Linked DNA regions of Nomascus leucogenys: region 1 is linked to region 2. The links are chromatin contacts, called in public Hi-C maps. All regions are on one chromosome and are shown on one strand. Each heading gives the region's core, a stretch centred on a gene start, on an enhancer-like site or on the middle of the called end of the contact. The rest is flanking DNA. Distances are from core to core; before and after follow the strand shown. Region 1 holds the start of RGS16 (regulator of G-protein signaling 16). Region 2 holds the start of NPL (N-acetylneuraminate lyase).

The links. A called contact is a pair of places that touch in the nucleus more often than the background predicts.
Region 1: a contact with region 2 is called in a Hi-C map of a lymphoblastoid cell line, with 4 times the contacts expected there. The contact joins the promoter of RGS16 here to the promoter of NPL in region 2. A contact is called at or near these places in 4 of 4 Hi-C or Micro-C datasets (a lymphoblastoid cell line and an unstated tissue).

What each region holds. Positions count from the first base shown.
Region 1 is chr9:32,728,396-32,733,112 of Asia_NLE_v1, reverse strand. It overlaps RGS16 (regulator of G-protein signaling 16), which reads right to left and starts at 1,972. Exons shown (of 5, transcript XM_003264434.2): 1 at 1,780-1,972; 2 at 494-604. The coding sequence starts at 1,823.
Region 2 is chr9:32,540,049-32,545,008 of Asia_NLE_v1, reverse strand. NPL (N-acetylneuraminate lyase) reads left to right here and starts at 1,904. Exons shown (of 13, transcript XM_030818779.1): 1 at 1,904-1,938; 2 at 3,341-3,445.

The DNA of each region.
Region 1 (4,717 bases), core at 723-3,222, 190 kb before region 2:
GTCCAAAAATTATTTCAATTCCCCTGACTCTCAAAGATTTGTTTTGTACATCTTCCCAAGGAAATAAAGGCCTCATAAATAGAGATTACATCTACACGTAACTGCAGAGTTTGGTACAGTTGATAGCCAATATGAAAGAGTTTCTAGGCAAGGTGCATGCTAGAGTCATTAATAAAAACTTCAAGTGGTCTTGGATTCTGACCTAGCCCTGGATGCATGTGCAATGAATCCCCAGGTGGGAGAGTCTGGTAACTAGGCATTCATGCCCTGTGTGCCCTCATCTGTGGATGGACTTGGAGCCCTGGAGCCACCTACCCATTCACGCAGGAGCCAAGTAGTCATAACAGACCAGCAACAAGTCCCACTAAAATCTCTAGGGAGGTGTTGCCAAGGTCCACCTAGCGTGTCCTGGCTTCTCCTTCTATTTCCCTCCTCATGACTCCCTTCCCGCTCCCTCCCTTCTCGGAGCCCTGAGCTGCTCAGCAACACTTACTTCTCTTTGCTGTGTTTACTGCCCCACTCAAACTTGCCAGTACTCCCGGTATCGCAGCCTAGCTCTGATTTGTGAAGAAAGATCCCCAGACGTGTCTTGAACTCTTTGGCTCTGAAAAACAAATCAGGAACATGAAAGCATTCTCCCATTTGCTCAGCCAGTGTGGAGAGGTTTATGGGTCCCAGAAGAGCTCTGGGTGGCGCCACCCAAACTTTAGCCTCAAGGATGCCGGGCGCGGTGGCTCACGCTTGTAATCCCAGCACTTTGGGAGGCCGAGGCGGGCGGATCACAAGGTCAGGAGATCGAGACCACGGTGAAACCCCGTCTCTACTAAAAATACAAAAAAAATTAGCCGGGCGTGGTGGCGGGTGCCTGTAGTCCCAGCTACTCGGAGAGGCTGAGGCAGGAGAATGGCGTGAACCCGGGAGGCGGAGCTTGCAGTCAGCCGAGATCGCGCCACTGCACTCCAGCCTTGGCGACAGAGCGAGACTCTGTCTCAAAAAAAAAAAAAAAAAAAAAAAGAGTTCCTGGAAACTCTTGGCTGTCTCCAGGCCCAAATTGTGCTTCTCTTATCAGCATCATCAACCCCAAAGCAACAAAAGCTATGTTTGAGCTATGCCGTGGTAGGTCTTACACTTTCTGGGTAATACACACACTGCATATATGGGCTTTTCCCTAAAGTTACACTGATCTCTCTTCGTGCCTGTTGATTCAAAAAAGAACTCAGCATTCTTTTCAGGAGTATTTCTGAACTGTGTGGGAAACTGATTCCTGCCTTCATCTTTACTTTTTCCTTCCCAGCCAGTAACGATTGGAAGCTGTTGAGTAGCTCTCTGGAATATGGACACACCCTCAACAGTGGGATCCCCCAACCCCACACACCCCACATACACAAAAAAAATCTCCCTGTCTTCCAGGGGCAGAGGAGGCAATGCCCCTAGCTCTGGTCTGAGGAATGAAAAACAAATGCTTAAGAAATGGGCAGGCTCAGTTCTGCCTGGAAATGTCAACGTGGCCTTCCTGAGCCGGGTCTTCAGCAGGTCACCTGAGCACGACTGCAGTTTGTCAGAGGATGGGGATGGCTGCAAGCAGCCGGCCCTTGCTTCCCTTCCCCTTGCTTTCTCCCTGCTCCTGGAATCTGAGCAAGTGGCATCAAGTTCGCCTCTATCTCTCTACTCAAGCCTCTAGCGCCCCATCCCCGCGCCCACCCAGGTCCCCAGGCCTGCCGCTCCACTTCCTATGAGTTGGTGGGACTTCCCCCAGGCAGTTGGACAAGCTTCCCTTACCTCTCCAGGCAGGTGGTGGGGAAGGCGGCCAGGGTGCGGCACATGGCTGCGGGCGCAGGGCAGCACGTAGTGGGCAGGATGGTGGCAGGCTCCAGGAGGCTCTGCGAGCTCCAAGAAGCAAAGGCGCGGTAGCAGGTGCTAGTCAACCGGGGTTGGGTTTAGCAGCCTGCAAGCGCCCAGACTGAGCGGCCGCTGCTTTAATCCCCTTGGAGGAGCGGGGCGGGGCTGGGCACTGCTGACCAATCGGAGGGCGGGGCTGGGCGCTGAGAAGGCGGAGGCGGGGCCCGCAGCCAGACTGGGCCGGGTGCAACTTTCGCCGCAGCTGGAGCACGCGGAGCTGCACCCTCCGCCCGGAGGACGCCGCGTGTGGAAGGAAAAGCGGCAAGAGAATTGGCACGGGGATGAGACGTGCACACCCAGTTTCCTAGGGAAAAATACCTGCCGACCTCTAGTAACAGCAAGAAACTCACGCAGCGGTGTCGTGTTGGGAGAGTTTGCACGGAGGCGGTGGGTCTGGGAGGCACACAGGGCTTTCTTTGATCGCAGGCAAGTCTGAGCCTGCTGGGTCCTGAAGGACAGGCGCACAGGGTGCAAACCTGGGCAAAACAGCATCTGATTATACTGATAAGTACCCTTTACGAGGCTCTTACCCTGTGGACACGGGGCTAAGTAAGCTCTTCTTCATCATCATCATCTCCATTTTATAGTTGAAGAAACCGAGAATCAGAAAGCTAAATAAACTTGCCCAAGAGCACAGTTGGAGATGACAGACAAGTAGGATACGGATGAGTAGTTTATTGAACACCTACTATGTGCTAGGCACATAACTAAGACTCATATTAAATAATTTGCTCAAAGACGTGCAGCTAGTAGGTGTTGGCTCCAAAATTCAAATGTGAATTTACCATTCTTTTTCCATTGCACACACACACACACACACACCCCTACCCCCCTCCACAAACACACACAAGCGCGCAAAGGTTAGTATCCGGTCATGGCTATACCTGTGGACGATCCTGGGTTTAAGCAGTTGCTACCTTATTGTCTCCATCTCTGAGATAAAGGTAATAAATGCCCTGCCTCTCGCCTCACCTTCCCATAAAGGCATTGGGATTGCTATTAAGAGGCTGTATGTGAGGTTAAGAGTACAGGGTCTAGAGTTAGATTTTCAGGTTTCAAGTCATGGCCCTGCCAGGTGACCTGCTGAAGACCCAGCTGCAGGAAGGCCACATTGACTGTTAACTGGCTACTGATGGGAGACTAGGCAAACTGCTTAACCTTTCTGTGCCTCCATTTCCTTGTCTCTACGAAGAGAACAACTTATTTCATAAGGTGGTTGTGAGAACTGAATAAATTAATTCTTAGTTTGAGTTCCTAGGAACTAGACTCGGGTAGACGCTTGCATGCAGGAGCTTTACTGGGGAGAGTTATCAGAATTCAGAGGGAGTGAAGGAAGCAGGTCTGGGCAGAGGAAGGAGTTGAAGGACATGCCATTTCAACAGAGACCCCAGCTGGTTCCAGGGAATGCCCTGAAGCTCAGCTGGCCCTTTGGAACTGTCCACTGAAGCAAGAGGACAAGGCCCTGGTAAACCCATAAATACCATTCATTGCATACAGCTGCCCAAGAAGACAGCCTAATCTTAAGGCAGTGCCCTTTGTCAAGAGCAATTCCTGGAGAGAGACTAACACCCTGGGAAATGACGATCACAGTCCCCAAGACGGGATCTGGGTGGCACAGCACAGCATCCGTGACAACATATAAGATGCTTATATGACAGTGCTCAACATGCAGTCAGCACTCAATAAATGTTATAATAGCTTTCAGTTTCACTTAATAGGGATACTGGGATTGCTAGCAATAAGGAAAAATAAAAAATGAGTTTTTTGTGCCTCTTGGAATACAGTATAGGCAGTGTATACTGAGGCACTCTTAGTTAAGTATACCTGAGGCACTCTTAATTAAGTGTACTGGAACTGGAAATAGCTGGAAATTGGACACCATCTCCCAATTCCTGAGCTAGTACTTTCTCCCGCTCTGATAAAGAAAGCAAAATAAACGGTGCCAGGAGCAGTGGCTCACACCTGTAATCCCAGAACATTGGGAGGCTGAGGCGGGCAGATCACCTGAGGTCAGGAGTTCGAGACCAGCCTGGCCAACATGGCGAAACCCAGTCGCTACTAAAAATACAAAAACATACCCAGGCGTGGTGGTGGGTGCCTGTAATCCCAGCTACTTGGGAAGCTGAGGCAGGAGAATCTCTTGAACCCAGAAGGTAGAGGTTGCAGTAAGCCGAGATCACGCCATTGCAAAAGAAACAAAGGAATTGATGCACAGTGCACAGACCAGCAAATCTGACAGCACAAAGCTCCCTACTCTAGATGAACGGCCCTCTCCGAGTTCAACCTGCCTCTTTGTTGCCATGGTTACCTCTTCAGTTTCTAGGCAGAAACTTTTTGAAGTTCACAATTTATCCCAAATTCTCTTCCCAGCAGGTCGGTTCATATCCGCAGTTTCAGTAATGCAGGATGACTCGACAGTTGCTGTAAATCCAGCAAGTTGAGCTCGCTTATGAATTGCACTGGCTTGGACAAAACCTGACCTCATTTTTGCCCAGCACTCCCAGAGCAGCTGTGATCTCTTTAATGGATGGCTGCATGGGGGCATGGCTCTGCACCCTGGGTCATCTGGGGTCAGCGGTCTGGGCAAAGCTGTAGTCAAGATTAAATGTCCCACAGCATCCCAGCCATATTGCCTTTCATCTCCTTCAGCTCCCAGCCCCCAGCACTACGCTTTCCATGGAGGCAGAAGTCTAGGTGGGGATCTTTGTCTACTGATAATGGTAAGGGAAAATGAGAACTCTTCCTCCATTTTTCTGATTCAGCTCAGATGATCCCCACAGTGGTTTAGGTCCTCCAAATTCAATCATCAATCTACAAA
Region 2 (4,960 bases), core at 655-3,154:
GCTGTGACCTTCCCCAGTAAGACGTTTCTGGAACACCCTCCTGCCTTATCACACACACACACACACACACACACACACACACACACACACACACCACCCCCTTCAGCCCAGATTAGAGCTCAGTGTTCCTGTAATATCTCTGTACAGGTCTATCACTGCATTTACCTTATTTTAAAAGAACAATGTCTCCCCAACACTTCACAGTATAGGCTCTGAGTATCATAAGGGCACAGAGTGGATACTGTAAGAATGCAGTGAGATTCTCCCTACTCCATGCTCCTTTCTTCTGTCTTTTGTTCCACAGATGTCAGCCCTACATCAGTCTGCAGGCTGCTCCTGTCTGCTCCAACTCCCTCCCCCAATAAGTCTCTTGCACATCTAATCCCATCTTAGCATCTTCTTTTTGGTAAACACTAACAAATTATTTTAAGGAATTACTTCGCACTACCATATTTATACAAAAAGTAGTTAGTTCATGCATTTAGAATATTGGTTTGTTGGTTGACAATGTTAAGCCTAATGACCTACACCTTTTGGATATCGACATACTTAATTTTATACTTATTAAACTGTGACTTTCCAGAAAAAAAGAAACTTTCATTGTACCGTTAGGATATAAGATTCTTGTTAATACTACAAAAACCAAACCAAAACAAAAAACCATGCTGTAGCCTTAGGAGAACTTGCTTCATGTAACTAAGGGTTTTTCTTTTTGTATTTATTTATTTATTTTTTCCTGTAGGATAACATAGTGTTAAAAGCACAAGCTTCTGGACTACTTGAAATCAAACCACAGCTTAACCAGCTCTATGGCTTTTGGCAAATTACTTCAACTCTTTAAACCTGTTTCTGATCTGTAAAATGGAATGATCCTTGCTCATCTGTAATATATAAATTTATAAAACAGGACCCACCAATGGGGTTATTTTATGAATTAAATGTTAAAACGGCTAGAATGGTGCAGGCTGAGTAAGCACTGAACACAGTACTTATTAGCTATTATCTCTGGTGCTGTGTGCAATGAAAGAACTATTAGAATACATTTAAAAGCACTTTGCAAACTGGAAAGCCCTTTGAACAATTTAGTTCCTCTAAATGTAATAATAAGCATCAGCCATCGCCTTTTATGGAAAATTGAGGTGGAATCACATCAGCAAGAGAAGACTGAGGACTTGTCTCTGGCTCTGTTCCTGATTTATTCACCCAGTACATGATCCTAGAATAAGACTCCTGATACTCCTGAGAGTAGAGGCGGTTGGGTTAAAAATAATTCTCCCTTTCAAAACTCTTTCAAATGTTCTCCAAAAGAAGCCAGGAAAGCTCCTGTATGAGTAGATAATCACTTTAAAATTCGCTCATCTCTCTTTAACACGAGAGTCTGCAAGGCTGGTGCAGCGGCGTCAACCCGGAGAGCTGAATGCCGATGGGCAGTTGGGGTTCTCCGTACGCCTCGGAAACAGCAGCCCAAATCTCACAACGCAGAACCACGAGATAGCGGGAATTGCAGAGCCCTGCGCAAGAGAAGGAAAATTAAGACGCAGCGGAGCCCAGGAGGTGCCCGGACGCGGGAAGAACTGGCGTGCAGACGAGGCAGGGGGAGGTTTGCAGTCGGCGTGGCGCGGGCGAGCGGCGTGCTCTCGGGCACCCGGCCGCCAGTTCGGATGCTCCCGATCCTCGGGGAGCCGGGTCGCTGCGCCAGAGTCACTTCAGCCCACGTTGTTCAGGTGACACCCGGGGAAGAGCAGACTTCAGTGTGCAAAACGTTTCGGGGTTTCCGGGCCAGCAGTTCCGGGCGCGCCTCGCGGGCGGCGGCGCAGAACTACAACCCCCAGGCTCCCCGGCGTGGCGGCACTTGGGCCCCGAGCCGGGCGGCCGCGGATATAAAGCGCGGCGGCGGCTGCCGGGCGGAGCGGCGGCACGGACAGAGCGGAGGCCTGGGTGAGCGCGGCCCGCGGGCGAGGACCGACGGACGCAGACCGCCTGACGACCTGGACGTTCGGGCGGAGGGTCGCTGGGGCCTGACTCGCGGGTGGGTGAGACGGTGACGGACCCGGAGGAAAGGGGAAGGGCAGATACGCTGGGAAACGGATTTGGGGAAGGTGTGAATGCGAAAAGTTTAGGGACAGACGGGGGCAGAAGGACTTACTCCCCCGGATTGTTTGCAGACAGCATATCTGCCAGGTCCTTTCCTCAAAATAGAGTTAGCAATTGAGCAGAAGAGAGCTTAAAGTTAAATCTGATACATCCCCCTTCACTTTAGGAGAAATTGGTGGTTTTTTGCTTTTTTAAAAATCCCTCTTCTCCGAGTACCTGTCCCTCAAGATATTCTCTGCCCAGAGGTACATTCTGCCCCCACTTTCTGTCTCTTAAAAAAACAACTTTGCCATTTAAAAAAGAATTTGACTTGGGCAGCTTTAATTCTTTGCACTAAGTGTTCTTATCTGTGGATGGAGGTATAAGATTTCAAGAGTAATAGCCCCTCCCAATGTTTCAGTAATAATCTAAATTCACATTAAGCCTTAGGCTGGAGAACATTTGAGCCATTCGCTTTAGCTACTAGCTCTGAAAACTTCAAAGCATAACATTCCCAAGTTTATCTAAAACTTGAATCTTAAAAATATTGATAATTCTCTGTTATGCTTCAAAGCATAACATTCCCAAGTTTATTAAAAACTTGAATCTTAAAAATACTGATCATTCTCTGTTAAAGTCTTTTTTTGTCGTTTTTTTGTTTTGTTTTGTTTTTTGAGACGGTGTCTCGCTCTTGTCGCCCAGGCCGGACTGCAGTGGCGCTATCTCGGCTCGCTGCAAGCTCCGCCTCCCGGGTTCACGCCATTCTCCTGCCTCAGCCTCCCGAGTAGCCGGGACTACAGGCGCGCACCACCACTCCCGGCTAATTTTGTATTTTTAGTAGAGACGGGGTTTGGCCCTGTTGGCCAGGCTGGTCTCGAACTCCTGACCTCAGGTGATCCGCCCGCCTCGGCCTCCCAAAGTGCTGGGATTACAGGCTTGAGCCACTGCGCCCGGCTAAAGTCGTTTTTATCCCATTTCTTCCTGTAGGCGTTTCACAGTTTGAAAAGGCAGCAAACTTTTATTTAGTGTATTTATCTGTGCAAAGAAATTTTCCAAGCTGCCATTGCCCCCAGATGGCAGACAGTCTAGGAGAGGAGCCAAAACCACCCTGCTTAATAACTCTGATGTAAGGTTTTTGATGAAAAGCCAGTGTTTGGCGGAATTCTGAGGTTTAAGAAATTATTTTCGGCTGGGGTATCAGGATATCCCCTGGCTTTTAAAATGAGGGGTTTTTTTGTTTTTGTTTTTGTTTGCTTTTGTTTTTAAGCTATACCTGCTGGAATGGATAAAGTGAGCTTTAAAAGTTGATCAGACTGAAGAGATTGAAGTGAGAGAACCACAGGAACAAAGGCAAGCAGACAGACACTGAAAGGTAGGTAGGAGGAACAGCAAACAGTTTGTTCAGCTGGGCAAGTACAGTGCAGGCACGAAGATTTCAATAGAGACCCAGACCCCAGGGAGTTGGGTCTTTAGCCTACTGGCATTTTCTAAACAGGACAAAGACAAGACCAGAAATGCTGGTGTTACTGGAAGATTAATCTGACAGCTGGTGTGGATTGAAGGAGAAGAGGGATTAGGACAGTGATTCCTAACCCCTATCCTACACTCCCAACGGCCCCTTGTTTTGAATTTTTGAACTAATCAAACTACATTTGTGGTAACTAGTTTTCTTTCTTTCCATCAAAGACACATATAAAACTGCCAATTTGAGCTTCTGATGATTCTAAGAACATCAGTGTTACTGTCCTTAGTATCAAATAAATGCAGGCAAAAGCACAAGACAGCCTGAACAGCCTAGTAGTGTTGGATTTAGGAGATGTTTAATGCTGACTCAAGCTCTCAGGACTCTTATCACTTGAACCTTCTTGGGCCCTGTGGATCTGGGGTTTTGCCTATTTGTCTAGATAAGAGATAACGAAGGGAAAAATTATAAAGGCGAAAGGAGGAAAGGAGGAATAGCAGGGGAAGAAGATAACAGAATTGAAATGACTTAGTCCCTAAATAGACAAGAGTAGTGAGTGTTGGAAAGGAGGCACCAGCAGAGCAAAGATGACTGGGAAGATGATGCGGTGAGGGCATGGTAGTATTTTCTACCGTCCTATACACATCAGGCAAGACTTCATGGAGAGCACTGAACACGTACTCACCATGTGTCTAGCATTGTTGTTAATCACTTTACATGAATTAGTTCATTTAATTCTCTCAACCCTGTGAAATATAATTACTATTATCCTCATTTACAGAAAGGAAAGAGGTTACTTAATGGGCTGAAGGTCACCTACCTGGTAAGTGGTGGAGCCAGGATGCAGATCCATGAGGTCTGACTCCAGAGCTGGCCCTCTCACCCCTCTACAGTAAGGAACAAAGGAGATGGCAGGTTCCCTTTGGGCATGTTAAGTTGAGATGCTTGTGGGAGTGCTAGGTGAAGATATACAGCAGGCATAGCATCAATCTCCTTTGATGCTTAAACATCCCTCCAGGGGGGAGATGGCCTAGGTTATGGGCCTTTAAGGCTCAGAGGCTAAGTGGCCTGTTTATTGTACTGAGGGTGGTCACATGAAGCTCAAAGAATGATTAGAGCCCCATCTTATGAGTTCTTATCTTGTGTTTTCCCATGGGCCAGGTTATTGGATTCATCTTTCTAAACTTCCAATCTGATTTTAGTCTCATGTTTGAACTAGGAAATACAGAGCAAAGCTACATGCAGGACTTGGTCTTGATTTTAGGAGCAACTCTTGCTGAGAACATGTCTGTTTGCAAGGAAAGTATCATGTTGTCTTTCTACTGAAAGCAGTCAGTGTTTCTCAAGGGCTTACCTGAGCCAAGACTCTTAGGGAAGAAAAATAGAAGATATGGTCTCTGTACTTCAGAAGTTTATTCTCCTATT